2 separate regions of the Sus scrofa genome follow, and region 2 is linked to region 1. The links are chromatin contacts, called in public HiChIP or PLAC-seq maps. All regions are on one chromosome and are shown on one strand. The core of a region is the stretch at or near the end of the contact, and the rest is flanking DNA. Distances in the headings are between cores, read along the strand shown. Region 1 overlaps SRGAP2 (SLIT-ROBO Rho GTPase-activating protein 2). Region 2 overlaps SRGAP2 (SLIT-ROBO Rho GTPase-activating protein 2).

The links. HiChIP or PLAC-seq counts read pairs in DNA pulled down with a chosen protein or histone mark.
Region 2: a contact with region 1 is called in an H3K27ac HiChIP or PLAC-seq map of alveolar macrophages. The contact joins two enhancer-like sites. A contact is called at or near these places in 3 of 47 Hi-C or Micro-C datasets (embryonic fibroblasts, fetal heart ventricle and fetal liver) and 2 of 2 datasets of contacts at active chromatin or transcription factors (alveolar macrophages and skeletal muscle).

The regions. Positions count from the first base shown.
Region 1 is chr9:66,851,055-66,854,090 of Sscrofa11.1, forward strand. The region is part of intron 2 of SRGAP2 (SLIT-ROBO Rho GTPase-activating protein 2); the gene reads left to right. Among named protein-coding and RNA genes, the nearest start is that of FAM72A, 13 kb to the left of the region's middle. Within about 2 kb of position 1,602, at least 2 of the 83 cell types and tissues checked have an H3K27ac peak or open chromatin away from gene starts, as enhancers often do. A contact at or near this core is called in alveolar macrophages, where this site is marked.
Region 2 is chr9:67,022,056-67,025,091 of Sscrofa11.1, forward strand. The region is part of intron 4 of SRGAP2 (SLIT-ROBO Rho GTPase-activating protein 2); the gene reads left to right. Among named protein-coding and RNA genes, the nearest start is that of IKBKE, 99 kb to the right of the region's middle. Within about 2 kb of position 1,511, at least 52 of the 83 cell types and tissues checked have an H3K27ac peak or open chromatin away from gene starts, as enhancers often do. A contact at or near this core is called in alveolar macrophages, where this site is marked.

The DNA of each region.
Region 1 (3,036 bases), core at 352-2,851:
CTCTAGGAGGTCTTCCCTACTTATCCCTGCTCTCTGCATAGTGACCCTGTGCAGGGTCTCAAGCAGGATTCCTCAGCATCGCGCGCCACACAGGGTTAATTCCTGCACCTAAGCTTCTCAGCAGTGTCTTTGTGTTTACTCCTCTACTGCACTCATCATATTACATTGTAATCTCTTCCTTTACACCTGGTTATTTACAGCTATCTGAGCACTTTGAGGACAGAATTGTCTTTTATTCCTTTCAAGGCCTCCAGCTTCTAGGCACATGGTAAGCACTAAAACACTTGCAAATCGAATGTGAACCTTTTCTGAGCTGAGATTGAATGTGACAGTGCCAAGACGCCTTGCTTCTACACTTCTCCGCCTACTCCAGTAACAAGCCTTCTCCTTATATATTTGAAAAATCAAAGTAGATCAAGCATTGTAAATATTATCCTTCTACAAGGACAAGTGCAAACTATATAGAACGGTGGAGGCTCCCCACTGGGGGTGAATTTCTCCTTATTTACCACCCCAACTGCCCTCTTTAGAATCGTTGCCCTAGAGTTATATATGAGTTCTTCAATGCATCTCTTTCCTTGTAAACCAAGGAAAATATTAACTCTGAAATTCAAAGAGTTTAGAACAAAAGTGAGGTCTGCTATAATTGAAGCAAAACATTCTACATTTGTCCAGGATTTTCATCATTTAAAACAGATTTACCAAGTCTAAAGTTGAGAGAGTTTAGGAGTTCCCCTTGTGGCTCAGCAGTTAACAAACCCCATGAGGACGTGGGTTCGATCCCTGGCCTTGCTCAGTGTTTTAGAGATCCGGTGCTGCTTTGAGCTGTGGTGTAGGTCAAAGATGTAGCTTGGATCTGGCGTTGCTGTGGCTGTGGTGTAGGCCAGCAGCTCCAGCTCCGATTGGACCCCTAGCCTGGGAACCTCCATATGCCCTAAAAAGACAAATAAATAAATAAAATAAAATTAGAAGCGGAAAAGAGAATAGGGAGAGAGAGAAGAAAACCTTAAAAATAAATAAATAAAAATAAAGTCGAGGAAGGTTCCTGTTTTGACAGGAGTTAAAACAGAATTGACTTGGAAGAGGAAGTGCTGTGATACTTGTTCGAAGCCTGGGTTTGGAAGGAGCTATTGCCTCATTGGAAGCAGCTGCATGATCTGTGGTAAAAGGGGAAGGAAGGTCTAAAGGGACAAACAGAAAAATTCTCCCCTCTGGTTTTTCAAGTCACTTGGTATTAAGTAGCCTTGACTTTATTTATACATTGTGAATGAATGGTTCTGAACTTGAAATATATATTGGTGAGGAAGGAAAAGCAGCTGGGAAGTGCGCCTCCTCCATTTCTGTGGGTATTTTAGGATGCCATCTGTTAGGGAGAAGGCAGAGCTTTTTTTTTTTTTTTTTTCTTTTAACTTTTTCTTCTAAAAATGCACTAATTAGTGGGCAGGTGACCCAAAAGGCATCGTGAAAGTTCGGACCTTGCCTTTGCTGCCTGGACCCAGATTCTACATTCCGAATCCCAGTATGATGGGCAGGAGCTGAGTGCTGTCCCTGGAGAAGGTGACCTCACCAGCCATGGGTTCCACGGAGACGCAAAGCCCAGAAAACAAAGGGATCCAGGAGCATGAGCTGGCTGAGACATGATATGCCAAGGGCTGTAAGAAATACATCCTGTTTCTCAGGAGTTGGCAGCAATTTCTCCAAACATTGAAACCCTTTGGAGATCTGCTTCCTTCTTCCCACTAGGCTTTTTTCTTGCGCTTATTTATTTATCGATTGATTTACTTATTTGGAGGGTGGGGGGTAATTGGGCCAGATCTTATCAGATGATGAAGCTGCTCTTTGCGGAAGCATCTTGATCAAGGTGCCTATTTTGGAGCGCTGTTTCTCTGGGGCCATGACAAATGGGGCGACACTGCTGGATTTGGAGGCAGAACGCCTGGGTTCTTGTTTGGTGTTGCCATTTGCTACTGTGATTTTGAGGCTGCCTCATCTCAGGTCTCAAAATCCCTAGTTTCTGCATCTGTACAATGGGGACAGCGCTTCTTGGCTCTCAGTGATGTTGAGGATGATGGGGGTGAAGATGGCTAGCATTTAGGGAGTGCTTCTTATGTCTAAACTCTGCCTTATGTGCTTTATGTATAGGGTTACCTCACTGAAACTCCCAATAGCCCTATGAAGTAGCTACTATTATTATCATTATTATTATTATTTTTTTTTTTTTTGTCTTTCTGCCTTTTCTTGGGCCGCTCCCGCGGCATATGGAGGTTCCCAGGCTAGGGGTCTAATCGGAGCTGTAGTCGCTGGCCTACGCCAGAGCCACAGCAACGCTGGATCCGAGCCGCGTCTGCAACCTACACCACAGCTCACGGCAACGCCGGATCGTTAACCCACTGAGCAAGGCCAGGGATCGAACCTGCAACCTCATGGTTCCTAGTCGGATTCGTTAACCACTGCGCCACGATGGGAACTCCCAGTAGCTACTATTAATTATCCCCAACGCACAGATAAGGCAACAAGGAGGTTCAATAATTTACACCAAGGCACACAGCTAGTAAGTGATGAAGACAGAGTGTGAACCCAGGCCGACTCAATGCTGGTGTGAGGCGCCAATGAAAGAGTTCATCTGAGATGCCTTTGAAGCTGTGGAATGCTGCGCACATTGGGTTGATTGTGCTCATTTCCTGCTGTCTTGATGCAAAAAGGAGTTCTAAATGCGGTGTTCTAAAGGTCTTCCTGGTACACACCTCCCGGATCTGCCTACACCTTGGTTTTCTCGTCTAGGAAATTCAGGGTTCAATTAGGAAATCTTTCCCCCAGGTTTTATGGTTCATGACTCTTGCTGATTTAAGACACCGAAGATGACAGTTTTGCCCCTGTTAAGCCAGGGGCACGGTTGTAAGTACAAAACCTGTTGTAGCCTCCGAAAGTCCCTCTCCCCAGTCCCAGGGCTTGTGGGCCAAGTCTGCATGGCTGCTGCACATAGACAGAGGGTGAATCCCCCCCAACCCCCGCCCCGCGCGCCCCATCCCCGTCCCC
Region 2 (3,036 bases), core at 261-2,760, 170 kb after region 1:
CTCCGAGCTACAGCTGCCAGCCTACGCCACAGCCACAGCAACTCCAGATCCAAGCGGCGTCTGCAACCTACACCACAGCTCACGGAAACGCCGGATCCTTAACCCACTGAGCAAGGCCAGGGATCGAATCCACATCCTCATGGTTCCTAGTCGGATTCATTAACCACTGTGCCACGATGGGAACTCCTGAAGTGTATTTTTTTTTTTAAATCCTATTCTGCCTTATCTTCAGAAGGTAAAAGCACTTCAAATGTCCCTCTTGAGGCAGCTCCCAGCCTGCCTTTCTATAAAAGTCTTGCAATTCAGTGTATTTGTATTTTATGCTCCCGTGGGCTCCTCAGAGTATATAACTAGAGCACAGGCCTGCTAGAGCCATCATACGCTATCCTTTATTTTTTTCTTTTTTTTCGTTTTTTTGGCCATACCTGCAGCATGCAGAAGTTCCTGGGCCAGGGATCGATTGAACCTATGCCACAGCAGTAACCAGAGCCACAGCAGTGACAATGCTGGATCCTTAACCCACTAAGCCACCAGGAAACTCACATCATGGGGATTTTTGAGTGAAAGCGGTATAGAAAGAGTCCCCTTGCATAGATAGAAGTAGCTTGGCCCCAGAGGAATCTAGAAGTCCCTCCTGAGTTTTGACGCGCATGATCACACCCCCTGTACCCCTGCAGCCGCATCCTGCACCACCTGTTTGGATGGGCTGAGTTGGGTTGGGGAGGGGCCAGACACAGTGCCCATTGTCACCAAGCACTGACCCTGGTGCCAGACAGCCACTCCTTTTAGCCTCGTCCTGCCCACCAAAAGCACTTCAGGCAAAGCTCCAGCTCTTCAAACTTGGCCTCTTTGAAGTGGTGATCCAATGCCTCTGACACTGTCACTCTACATCTGGTGACACTTCTGCTGCTGCCAGAGCCTTGTATAGCGTTCACCTCTCTTTCCCCTGAAATCTGTAAATGTAAATCCGATTTGAAACTAGGTTTTCTTTCTTAACAGTTGCCCTCAGAAGTGCCTTTGGGGTAGGGAGGGGGTGGGGCGCTGGCAGAGAGAGATATATGCCCTTGAAAATTGGATTCTTTTTTAGAAAACTGCTGACACAGGCTAATCGGCAGAGAACTAAATGACCCTACTGTTTCTACCTGCTGACAGGCTCAGCCTTGGGACAGGGCTGAAATGAGCTCTCACCACACAGCAGAGACAGGCCTCCCCCCCCTTTTTTCTAATACAAATAAGGGGTAATTCTGTGCCTGTCAAATAATACAGCTCTGTAGTATAGATGGCCATTAAACAGCCCCTTCTCCCTAACTCGGAAAGCACACGCATGCTGAGCCAAGTACCTAGAGTATCATTTAGTAGGTAATCTCTGATGAGAGTTAAAAATGTCTTCATTAGCGGTGTTCTTTGGGAAAAGCTAATAGACAAACCCATCCAAGCTCAGGCTACGTCTCGCTCCAAAGATGAGTGACCAGCCTCGTGTCCCGACATCCTGCTCAGGCCACGGAACCTCACGTTTCCTTATATTTCTGCTGCTCTATCCTTTCTGGGAGTGAGGAGGTTCCGGAATGTGACGGTCTTGGGGAAAGGAGGCTGTGTGTTTCGGTTCTGTCGTCCATTGCTGTTATCTGTTGGAAAAGGAGGGTTCCCTGCCCCTTTGGTAAATAAGCACACAGCTGGCAGGAGCTGTTGCAATCTCACTGCCTTCCGATCAGCCCCGCCCCGGCAGCAGGCAGAGTGCCCCCCACCCAGCCCCCCCAGAAACTCACTGGCCAAATGGTTGTGGTGAGTTTCAAAATAAAAGCTCCTGCCTGCGCACCCCATGGCACTTCCTCTCTCAGAGAACCAGCATTGTTTAACTGTGCCACATCTCTGGTCTAAATTTAGGCATCTTTTTTTTTTTTTTTTCCAGGCAAAGATTACTATGCAGACATTTAAGAGCAAAACTTTGCCCAAAGTAATTTTTTCCCTCGACTTCTTTTTGGTTTCCTGCGATGTTTAGATGACTCATTCTCTTCCAAGAAATTTTAAAGAAAAGAGATGCAGGCTGTGTGATATGCATCAAGACTGCTCTGTAAATTCTCTTTCTCTTCCCTGCCGAGAGACCCCTTGCTGTTTTTTATAGGAAGCGGAAAGGCTCCAGAGTCTGCATTGTCATGGACTCGGCCCCTTCAGGTCCTGTTGTTCCCAGGCATAAACGTCCCCCTTGTCTTTGGGTGGAGCTCCCTTGTAGCTTCCCAGCTTTGACAACTGCTCCACAGCAGTGCGGAAGCCGTTTTTGGGGTCACTGGGGCCACCCTCACCCCCAGAGGCACACAGTCAAGGTTTCTGAAATAGAGAACGGTGACCTTTTATCCTCTAGGAAAGGAGAGGTACAGACCATTGCCTGCCTCTCTTCTCAGAGTCAGAATTGCACAAACGCTGGGGGCTTTAGCATAACTGTGACCAGGCTAGCAACACGTGAGTTCCCAGCCCAGCCCTTAGCCAGAGGGAGAATAAGTCAGAATCACTTCTGCAGCCTGTTCAAATAAACAGGGATAATAGTTGAGTCGGTCCTTTTCCAACAAATCAGTCCTCGAAAGGAAACACCTGCCTGGGCTTCATTGCTGTTTTATTGGTTATGCTTTTTCTCCCGCTCCTCTTCCCACCTCCTCTGGGGCTAAGGTTATTGCAATCGGGGCTAAGCAGCAGGGTAGAGGGATGGGAGCTTCCTCCTGTAACCTCTGCCATTTAAACACAGGGAGGTGTAAGGGAGGCTGGCAGGGGGCGCTGGCCTGGAGGCAGGAGGGCAGGGCATTTGGAAATGTTGCTCACGGCCACTTTCTGGCCTCGGTGCTGACTCTGGAGCTGGTGGGTGTGTCGTTTCCCTTCACCTCACCTCCTCTGACCTCTGCTGCTTTAGTGGAGCTCAGCTCTCCTCATCATGGGAATATGAGGTCCTGCATGAGAGGCCTTTGCTCTTGTGGTTTCTTCTAGTGGTTGACGGCATTGCATGAGAGTCATTTGGGAAGAGTAAATTTAAGACCGGCAAGGGACTCC